Linked DNA regions of Mus musculus: regions 1 and 3 are each linked to region 2. Evidence: chromatin contacts called from public promoter capture Hi-C data. All regions are on one chromosome and are shown on one strand. Each heading gives the region's core, a stretch centred on a gene start, on an enhancer-like site or on the middle of the called end of the contact. The rest is flanking DNA. Distances are from core to core; before and after follow the strand shown. Region 1 holds the start of B3gnt3 (UDP-GlcNAc:betaGal beta-1,3-N-acetylglucosaminyltransferase 3). Region 2 holds the start of Zfp964 (zinc finger protein 964). Region 3 holds the start of Cyp4f18 (cytochrome P450, family 4, subfamily f, polypeptide 18).

Region 1 (3,798 bases), core at 1,033-3,532, 2.0 Mb after region 2:
GAGGCAGGCGGATTTCTGAGTTTGAGACCAGCCTGGTCTACAGAGATAGTTCCAGGACAGCCAAGGCTACACAGAGAAACTCTGTCTCGAAAAAAACCACACACACACACACACACACACACACACACAAAACCACAAAAAAAAGAAAGAAAAGAAAAGAAAATGTTGCTTCTTAATGAGACGTTGCGTATTAATTATTCACTGCATATTGATGAGCCATTGCATAGGAAGGACACATTGGATACTGAAGAGGCACTGGCTAATCAATGTGTCAAAGTTGAACTGGATGCCTCATCAGTCGACATGCACGCACAGGTCGATGGCCAATGACCTGACTTTTGGCTCACAGACCGAGGTTCATAGCGCTGCTGCTGTGACTATTAATGAACTTCATCGGAATATTAATGACTTTAGCTAAATATTAATGAGATTCATCTTGATATTAATGACCCATAGAATGCTCATTACTATGTGTGGTTCAAACACTGAGTCTTAATGATGGGCTTGGTTATTTCTTTATGAATATTCATGAGCCCTGGCTCCCCCTGCCCTGGGTGGAAACGGTCTTGTGCCCTTGGCCCTGACTTGGCAGCGGCCTTCAGAAGGCTACTGAGGTAGAGGAATGACACGTGCTCAAAGAGGCATCAGGGTGGATACTGACACGCTCAGACGTTCTGGATCATTCTCCCAGAGTGAGGGATGCGGAGGATGCTGGGTGCTTCAGGGACAGTTCCTTCTGTGCGTCCCAGCTGGACGTGGGGTCCCCAGGTTGGTGTTTGTCCCTGTGACCCTGAGCCCGGGGTCACCCAGCGCTTAGCTGGGTAGGACGAGCTGATCAACTGACCCCATGGCAGCTCCGTTCAGGTTTGTACTAGCTCCTTAACCCTGGGCAATTTTCTTTTTACGAGGAACTTGGAATTTTACCGACAAAAAGAGAGTTCCTATAAAGATAAAGCTTCGGAGGCCCAGGTCTTGATGGCCCTGCTTTCACACCCCAGCTTTCCGGAGGTAACGCCCTGCCTTCACACAGCTTCTCCGAGGCTACACAGCGTCCCCCAGCCCCCCACCCCCAACCGGGAAAGAAAGCCCAGCCCGGCCCACTTCCCAGACAAGGAAACGGAGGCTGGGAAGGTGCTGGCCATTTCCTTGCCCTTCCAATTAGCAGAGCAGCCTCATAGGCCTGGCGTCTGGGGTCACCCTAGATCCCTACCCTCTAAGCGGGTCCCATTCTCTCGTCCCTCTTCCGGTGACGTTTACACCAGGATTACAATAACCTCTTTAATTTTTACAATCAAGATAAAATGTCACAGACACAAGATCCCTGTAATCAAGAGTAAAGTAAACACGCCGGCCCCAGCCCCACCCTTGCTGGGCTGTTAGCGCCTCCTGAGGGGACCCGAGGCAGGGGATCAGCTTAGCACAGGGACTTGGACCAGGCACCCACTTCTGCCTCCAGCGCCCCTCCACGCAGGACAGGGAACAAAAGTCCGCGGGGTTCCAGACCTCGGAGGGGGCAGCAGAGTAGTCTCCTGGGGCCCCTACAGGATCTTCGCAATCTCAGCTATTGAGGGGAAACGCCACGCCCAGGGGAAGGGATCCGGCCTGGGCTGGCTGCGCAAACACTGACCAGATGGGCACCAACTAATGTCCCCTAAGCGGCCGCACCTTCTCCTCCTGACTCCACAGAGTGTGACAGGCCAGGATGAGAAAGTGAAAGTGGGGACCCGAGACCAAGCACTCAGGAGGAAGGTAGACTGTTCAAAGACAGTCTCAGAAAAAAAAGGAGAAAAAAGAAAAGAATGGGAAATTTACCCCAAAGCGTCAGAACCTCGGTTAGCAATACAGACTATCAATTTAACTATGCTGCCACCACCACGCCTCGCAGTTTACTTCACCACAGCCTAACTCCCATACAGGGAAAGTTTCACAAACTCGAACAGGGGAAACCGAGTCAGAGCCGAGGCCACCCGGCTGTGCAGACACTGGGGAAAACGCGGGCTTCTGATCCTGGAAAGTAGCGGGGCTACTTCGCGGCGTCTAAGAGACCCGGAGCCCAGGAGTATGGCCGGGGCTGCGGAGCATCTTCAGCACGGTGCAGCTAGAAAGCGCCACAGATTTCAACTTCGCACCACCCCACCCGAGACCCTGGCACTCACTGCGATCGCGGGCTCCAGACAACCCCGGAGGCCACACTGTTTACCTGGGCGACCGCCTTGAGCTGGCTCTTGGCTACTCGCCTTCCTCCGCTTCTTCCCTGTTCTCCCTTTCCCGCTCCTCCCTCCAGTGAGTCGAGCTTCCTAGTAGCCAAGGAGAAAGTCTCCCTCCTTCCGCCCTCACCCCCCCCCCCCCCCCGTCTAGTTCCTTTCCCTTGCCCCTCCCCGTCCTGTTCTTCACTGTGGTCATGTTCTTCCCCACCTGTCTTTCTACCTGGACTTTGGCCCTTCCCCTCCCTCTAGGCGCCACCCTGCGTCCAGATTTACCCGAGAAGGTCCACGTCTCCACCCTCCTTCCCTCTTTCTTGGCCATGCCCATTCACTTTTATCCCTAACCCCCACCTCCTCCAGTGGACCTCTATTCCCAACCTGACCTCTTCCTCCTCCAGTCCTACCCCTCCCCTGGGAGTCTAACTCCCTCCAACCCCTCCTTCATTTAGAGCCCCATCTTCCTCTTCCACGCCACGAGAGGGAGCAGGAGCTCCCCTGTCCTGAGCAAGTCTGTCTGTCTGTCCCCTACTGCAGCGCCTCTCCCACAGCTCAGCCCAGGCTTCAACCTCCGCCCTCCTTCCTCATTTCAGCCCCTGCTGTAGCCTCTTGCCTCCCTCCCAGCCCCCCAGCTCAGCCAATGCTGCAGCTGCCCCCCCTCCTCCCTCTTCTCCTGAGGAAACATTCAGCCTGGAGGAGAGTGAGCTCAGAGACTTAGAAGATCCCAGGACCTTAAAACCTGTTGGTAGGCCCTCCAACTCCTAAATGCCAGGATCAGGTGTAAATCTCCTAGGAGCGTCCCCAACCACGCCCTTCCTCAGAAGTTACCTCAAAAACTTGGTGGTCTTAACTCTGAGTCCCAGGCCCTAGTAGCCTGCTGGAGGGAGAAGTAAGCTCCTAAACCGGAAACTGAGTCCTCCTGACACTGGCTCCCTGGACCAGTACACAGTGGGCAGAGCTCCAGGATTGTCCCTTGACGTGGTAATCCTTCCCTGAGTGCACCCAGAGGTCACAGCAGCCCTATTCACGGGCACTGGGATATTAGTGAACCATAAAAATGATTGAAGAGGCCCTGCTGTTGAGTGACAGCAGCTAGTACAAACGTCCCACCTGTGTCACACGGCAGAAAAATCCACAGACAAGGAGCAGGTCAGGGGCGGGAGGGATGATCTTGTGGGGGCAACCATGTTCTGGCAATGCAGCAGGTAAGGCTGCCGGGGGCCATGTTAACTGCCACTCACTCCAGCTCCCTGCCACAGAAAACACCTCTTCTGGCTCCTGCTCAGAATGCAGGTGACTCAGCCTGGACCTGCCTGACAAATGTTCACTCACTGCATAGTTGAGGTTTTGGAGTCACTTCGGTGAAAACGGCAATGGCATTATAAACAGGCAAGGACACCCCACCCAAGGCTCTGCCCCAGCTGCTGGGACTCACCCTCCTGAGATAAGCACCTATCTCCCTGGCTCTGGGAGGCCTGGTGAGGGAAGCCAGGCCAGAGAAAAAGGACTCCTGTGTTTTCAAAGCTGCCCTGCCTTCCTGTACCCCAAGGAGAGCAAATTAAAGCCACCAGGAGGTGCCATGTTCTCAGCACTTATC
Region 2 (3,262 bases), core at 585-3,084:
TTACAAGTGAATCGAGCTGCTGTTGATGACCTGTGAACTGAACTGCAGATTTCCAGACAATGCAGATGGAAGGTTCTCCAAAGAACCTTTCTAAACAGGTCCACTTCTCCTGTATCCTTTCTTTTCCACTACCTCTGGAGGGTGGTGGGCTAGAAGGAAGGCTAAAGCATTTAAGAACCATCATTAAAAATAGGTTTTGAAAAAATTAAAGTTAAACACCACATGATTTAGTCTGAGCTAGCATATGTGATGGTGTGAGACAGTGGTCCTCACCCTTCCTAATGCCATGACCTTTAATAGTTCATCATGATGTGGTGATCCCCCCAACCATAAAATTATTTTCTTGGCTACTGTATAAACTATAATTTTGCTACTACTGTGAATCATAATGTAAATATGTGTTTTCTGATGATCTGATGACACACAGGTCAAGAACCACTGAATTGGACTGTCATTGTCCATTTCAGTATAAAGTGCATTTAGAGTTCACCAGTTACAGATAAGCAGTAGGTGCTGGGCATGTTTCTTCCAAGCGCTGGCTGGTACCGGCCCATAATGAGACTTGGAGTTACCCATGGTTTACTATGTAACTTAAATCATGATAAGGAAAAGAGGAAGCCTCAAATCCCGAGTTATTCCTTAGATAAGGCTTTGTACCCTAAGCCAGGGAGATGGGAAATTTGAGAAAATAGCAGAACTGGCCTGTGAGAAACAAAGAACAGAAATTTCTCCCCCAGGGGGACTTAAAAAAAAAAATCTTGTGCCAAAATTCACAGCCGTTTTTGCCTTTTCTCTAAGGTTCCGTGTCTCTCTGAAGAACTGAATATTTAAAACGCCTTCATTTTTCTCCAGTCGCTTGGAATTTGTTATTATCTTATTTCCAGCTGTGAAGTTGAGCACAGAGGACCAGATACTGGACTGAATTATAAGTTAAGAGTTGTAAAATCACAGTACAGATAGCGTCTTAATAACTCTACCAGAAAGAGCTGATGAGGAGCCAGTGTGTTCTGGCCTCTAACAATGACCAGACTTTGTGCAACTTTAACTAGCCCAGATTTTTACAATGTAGACCAGGCTGGCCTAGAACTCACAGAGATCTGTCTTTCGCTGCCAGCAGAATGAGTGCTGGGATTAAGGGGACTTGTACCAACCACCAAGCCCCACTTGACAGACCACTATCAAAAATTTTGGCTTCCGGGCTGGTGAGATGGCTCAGTGGGTAAGAGCACCCGACTGCTCTTCCAGAGTTCAAATCCCAGCAACCACATGGTGGCTCACAACCATCCATGACGGGATCTGACTCCCTCTTCTGGTGTGTCTGAAGACAGCTACAGTGTACTTACATAAAATAATAAATAAATCTTTAAAAAAAATAAAATAAAATAAAAGGAGCCAGGCAGTGGTGGCGCTCACGCCTTAAAAAAAAAAAAATTTTTTTTTGGCTTCCCTGAATAAAAATCCAGGTCCACGGAATACATCATACCCAAGGTCCTATAACAATTCTAGGTCTGAAGCAAGAAATCACTACACTGGACGTTGAGTTGGTAAATGCACTGTGGACACCAACGACCCAAGACCAATAGGAACTAAGCTTTTGAGATCACCGAAGACTAAAGTACCCAGCAAGAAGCAGGCAGGTCTGGCTTTTATGCAAATCTCTCCCGAGCTGAGCGAAGTCGGGCCCTAGCCAATCAGGGCCTCCAGACAAGCCATCCAATCAGGAGCGCCAGGGAGCGGTGGGAGGCGGGCTCCATCGCAATCCCGCTGTGCATTCCGCTGGGAAGCGGAGAAGGCGCAGCGGGTTCGGCCCCCTTCGCTGTGGCCACTGCGGCCCGTAGCTAAGGGGAGCGCGGCCGAGCTCGAAGCCGCGCCATGGTGAGCGCAGGGCCGAAGTCCCCAGAAGGGGAAGAGCGGCCGGCTGAGCCGCGGGAGCCGGGGTGGTGGGTCCTCCTTGGGACTGGGGGAGGGGTGGGTCCAGCGTCTGGGAAAGTTCGGCTTGGTGCGAAGATTAGAGTTTAAAAGGCGAAGCCGCGAGCTCCCCCCGGACGGATTGCGGCTGGCCAGAGGGAGCCAGGCTGGCCCGGAGAGACGAGGGCAGCACGCTGCAGAGCCCAGAGCACCCGCGTGGGCGGGGTCGCTCGGTGCTGAGCTGGTCTGCCCACAGCTCCTTCGACGGCGCAGGTTTCTCCTAGTGCGGGTTGTGACAGCTTAACGTCGCACTCACTTGTAACCCTGCGTGCGGGCTTCACAGTAAACCCGCAGCTGTTGGAGGAGAGGGGACAGCCTGGGCTGCCCCAGGACAAGGGAGAGAAACGTGGAGCGGGACTAGCGAGTAGACGAAGTGGAGGACCCCTGCCGTGCGCTGCAGCTCTCTCCTTCCCCCTCCCTCTCTCCTACTTAAATCAGCCTTATTTATTGGTGTGTGTCCCCGGTGTGTGTGTAGAGTGAGGAAGGTGTAAGGTCACAGGACAACTTTATGGAATGAGTGCTGTCCTTCCGCGATTAACGGATAGAACTCAGGTTGTCACAGAGCCTAGTATAGTTTATTTTTTCTTTTCTTAAAAAATATTTACTCCTTCCCACCCACAGTCTGGAAGTTAGATGCAACAGCTTTGCATAGCATGCTGGGTAAGTGCTCTATTACTCCTTAGGCCTATCTGCAGCTTTATCCTATCTTAATGATAATTGCTTTTAAGTCAGTTTTGAAGTTGTGAATCATGAATCTCTGCTTTGCTCTTTCCCAGGGCTGTACCCGTATTCTAACATCCTTGCAATTCCATGACTTTCCGCAGCAGTTTTCAGTCTGACCAGGTGTTCACTGGTGTTCCTTAGGTGGTGTGACCCTGAGTGTTTCAAGGCGCTTACCATCAAGTGAACAAGGTTTTCCTTTTAGAACTTAGATTCTTGCTGAGCTGGTTGGGAGTCACCTTTCATCCCAGTATTCTGGAGACAGAAGCAGGTGGATCTCTGTAAGTTCTAGGTCAGCCAGGTCTATGTCGTGAGTTCAGGCAAGTCAGGATTACATAGTGAGAACCTATCTCAAAAGGAAGAAAGAAAAAAACAAAATACTTAGGTTCTTGGTTCCTCCGAATCTCTCTGTGGGTGGCATCTTTTGCTGCCAAGCCCAGAGACCTGGGGTTAATCCTTATAAGCCACTTGGTAGAAGGAGAGAATCGAGAACCACAGAATTTCTTTGAACTCCTGTCCCTTCACCTCATACATGCATCATGGCAATGCATAGCCACACATGCACACAGAAAGG
Region 3 (3,471 bases), core at 552-3,051, 2.4 Mb after region 2:
ATGCTGTCAGAGCTGTCAGAACTCCTGAAGGAAGGTCCGGAGATCTTCTCCTGGGACTCCAGCTATGACTCTCTACCCCAGTAAAATATGATCTTGGGATATACTTCAGTATATACGAAAAGAGGTTTTAAATCAGGACTTCGTGGTGCAGCTTCCATAAGGCTATCACCCATGATGGGTGGGACCTTACAATGATACAGCCATTTGAGGTTACCCATGATCCCATTAATAGCCCCTCACCTGTTCTCTGAAAAAAAATAAAAACTCTTAAGAAGCCCATAGTTCTCAGCAAGCTGAACACGGATGGACATGCTGTTTTGGTGCCCACCTGGGATAAATAGACTTGTTCACATCTCCCAGGAGAGTTAACAAGACACCATGTGGTCTCTGGTTCTTCCTGTGAGGGAGGACAACCACATCTGCGGAACTTGGCCTTGGCAGACCCCAAGGCAGCAAAGGTGACCTCTAAGTCTCCATCAGGGTGACCACTCTCACTTGTCCTCTGCTGACATCAGGCTCTGGCAGAATCTCTATGGCCCTCTGTACACCTGGCACTGTGCCACTTAAAAGAAAGCAAATGTCTCCAAATCACACAGAGGGAAAACCAGATGGAAGTCTATGCTCAAAGTGTGCTGTGGAGGATGGGTTCTGAGAAGGCTTCCAAAAGAGGAAGTGAGAGGCTAGATCATATCTAGATTGAGCAACATAACTCACTGGTACATCTCAGTGGAGAAGCCAGACATAAGAGGAAGACGCTGAAGAATGGGGAGTTAGGAAATCAGCCCTCAGAGCTCCCCTGGACCGTCTATGCCCCTGGGTGTGTCTGGGTAAGGATTGTAGGTCATTTCTGTGACCAGTGGGAAGCCAGAGATGAGCTGAAAACAAATGGTATAGTGGAGATTGGCTCTGGTCTCCCCTCAGGAGACCTCAAGTCTAGCACAACAGAACCTGGGAACACCAAGGTCCTTACTCTGTTGGAGTAAGCCTTGCTGGAAGCCCTGCAGCATGCCCACATCTGCAGAGAAAACAGGCTGGAGAAGTACTCAGAGAAGACTCCGTGTGGGAAAGGCTCAGGACAGTGCATCTGTAAATGATTGCACTTTGAATTCTGCTGTTCTAGTCCAGCACACCTCTGTGCCCAGCTCCCTGGGCTCTATTCAAGGCTCTTCACAATTCCTTTTACCCTGAAACCCCAGACCCACCTTATTACCACACTCACCAGGCCTAGGTGTCCCAAGATCCAGTTTCGTTTGGGAGGCTGTGGGAAACAGCGGAGGCGAAGAGAGTTCTCAAAAACACCATAAATCGGTGTAAGGATGTAAGCCAGAAGGCAGGAGGCCCCAGCCAGCAACAGCAACAGCCATGGAGAGGCTGCTGTGTGGCCCAGGCCCATCCAGGACATGCTCAGCTGTGACATCCTGCAGGGCAAATGCACACAGGATGAAATCCTGGGGCATGGAAGAGGGACAGTGTGGTCTAGGGCAAAGGACAGGGATAGGGAATTAGAGAGTTGGGGATAATGCCTGGGGAGGAAGGGAGACCCAGGGCAATCTATGGGAGGAGGCAAGGAGGGGAGAAGAGGGGAAGAAAGGGGAAGAGAAGGAGATAGAGAGAGAGGAAATGAAAGAGGATGGAGGAAAGGGGTTGATTAGAGTCTAAACCATGGACTATTAGCCAGAAATCAACATCTGCTTCTGACTTCCTGTCCTGCCCCAGCCTAGGACCTCTCAGCCCCAATGGCCCTAGTCTGGTACCTTCTCTCAGGAGCACTGTGTTTCCCAGGTCTGTCTCTCCCCTTCTCTGACTCCTGACCAGGGGCACCTAGAGAAGTCTAGGCTAGACCAGCCAATCCCTTGCAGGCCCAGCTGCCTCTCCCTGCCTGGATAGGTGGCCATCATGTGGGGGCGGAGCCAATTTGAAGCAGAGCAAGACTGCACTGTCAGAGTCACAAAGAGTGAGTACCAGGTCCTCGGGACTTCACACCCCTTGTGTAAGGACTTTGGAGGAAGCGGTGGATGGTTTCATGAAGATAAAATACCAAAAAGAGGGTGTGAGAAAACAGGCTGGTCACCACTGTGGGACTCTGCTCTTGGTAAGAGTGTGAGGAAAGTGCTGTAGCTCCTCTCCCTAAATTATGCCTCCTGTGCCCTGGCTAGTCTACATAAACTGTCTGCTTTCTTCAGGTGCCCAGGATCCTCACACAGCCTGTAAGCAGTCTGGACCAGAATCCCGAGTGTCAACAGAAGAACAAACTGAAACTCAGAGAGGGCAAGCATCTAAGCCAAGTTGCACAGCCCAAAACAATCTTAGGTTTGTCAGACCCTAAAGCCCAAAGCTTTTTCCCTCTACAATGTTGTCTCACCCTACTGAGAACAGTTCCCTCTCAAGAGAGGGGCATTGACAGTGCTGGGATCTCAAGGCATGAGGTGGTTCCATACCAGAAGCACCCTGAAACATTGTTAATGGCCATCTGTTTTTCCTCCTATACCCAGTATACTCTTCCCAGCAGACTGCCTATTCACTTCCTGGCCTCCTGAGATTGCTCTGTAGGTATTGAAGAGCTGGCTCCAAATACAGCTGCTGAGAAAGAAGATGAGTAAGAGATAACTCCCTCTACATCCTCAGTGCCTCCTCCAGCCAGACAGCCAGGATGTCAGGTGGCTAGAGCCCTCAATAGAGTCACAGTGTCCTATGCCTGTCATCCAAACACTTGAGAGGCTGAGAAAAGAATGTAGTTCAAGGCCCACTTGGGCTACAGTGAAAGCCTCCACCATCATTCCAACTCTCTTCTGGCCTCCTTGAGTACCCACACTCACATGTACATATCCACACAAAGACACGAACATACATACACACAATTTAAAATAAAAATCATGGTGATTCATATCTTAGTCACTGTTCTATTGCTGTGAAGAGACACCATGGCCAAGACAATTCTTAGAAAAGAAATCATTTAATTGGGGCTGGCTTACAGTTTCAGAGGTTCAGTCCATTGTCATCATGGTGGAAACATGGCAGCACACATAGCAGTGGAGCAATAGCTGAGAGCTTTACATCCTGGCCCACAGATAGGCAAGCAGAGAGAGAATGGACCTAGCATGGGCTTTTGAAACCTCAAAGCCTCCGTGACAGACTTCCTCCAACAAGGACAAACTCCCTAATGATGACAATACTTTCAAACAGTTCCACTTCTGGGGGTCTGTGATGGCTATTTCTGGTTGTCAACTTGACTATATCTGGAACTACAATCCAGAAATGGAGGGTACATCTATGATCCAAATCTTGAGACATAGTGGCCATGAAAAGTGTAGGCCCAGGCAAAGTGGCACATGCCTTTAAACCCAGGAGACAGAGGCAAGCAGATCTCTGAGTTCAAGGCCATTCTGGGACAGAGCAAGTCCCAAGTAAAGAACAGCTTAGGTCCAGGCATCGTGGTACACACCTTTAATCTGAGACATACCTTCTTCAGGA

Evidence for each region. Promoter capture Hi-C pulls out the DNA fragments that hold promoters and counts their contacts.
Region 1: a contact with region 2 is called in a promoter capture Hi-C map of liver, with 6 times the contacts expected there. The contact joins the promoter of B3gnt3 here to the promoter of Zfp964 in region 2. A contact is called at or near these places in 2 of 39 promoter capture datasets (both in liver).
Region 3: a contact with region 2 is called in a promoter capture Hi-C map of liver, with 5 times the contacts expected there. The contact joins the promoter of Cyp4f18 here to the promoter of Zfp964 in region 2. A contact is called at or near these places in 3 of 39 promoter capture datasets (hippocampal neurons and liver).

What each region holds. Positions count from the first base shown.
Region 1 is chr8:71,699,518-71,703,315 of GRCm38.p6, forward strand. B3gnt3 (UDP-GlcNAc:betaGal beta-1,3-N-acetylglucosaminyltransferase 3) reads right to left here and starts at 2,283. Exons shown (of 3, transcript NM_028189.3): 1 at 2,201-2,283.
Region 2 is chr8:69,652,722-69,655,983 of GRCm38.p6, forward strand. It overlaps Zfp964 (zinc finger protein 964), which reads left to right and starts at 1,835. Exons shown (of 4, transcript NM_001177527.1): 1 at 1,835-1,875. The coding sequence starts at 1,873.
Region 3 is chr8:72,007,825-72,011,295 of GRCm38.p6, forward strand. Cyp4f18 (cytochrome P450, family 4, subfamily f, polypeptide 18) reads right to left here and starts at 1,802. Exons shown (of 13, transcript NM_024444.2): 1 at 1,755-1,802; 2 at 1,220-1,418. The coding sequence starts at 1,417. Gm51535 (a long non-coding RNA gene) reads left to right here. Exons shown (of 3, transcript XR_003947403.1): 1 at 1-827; 2 at 1,860-1,954; 3 at 2,184-3,471.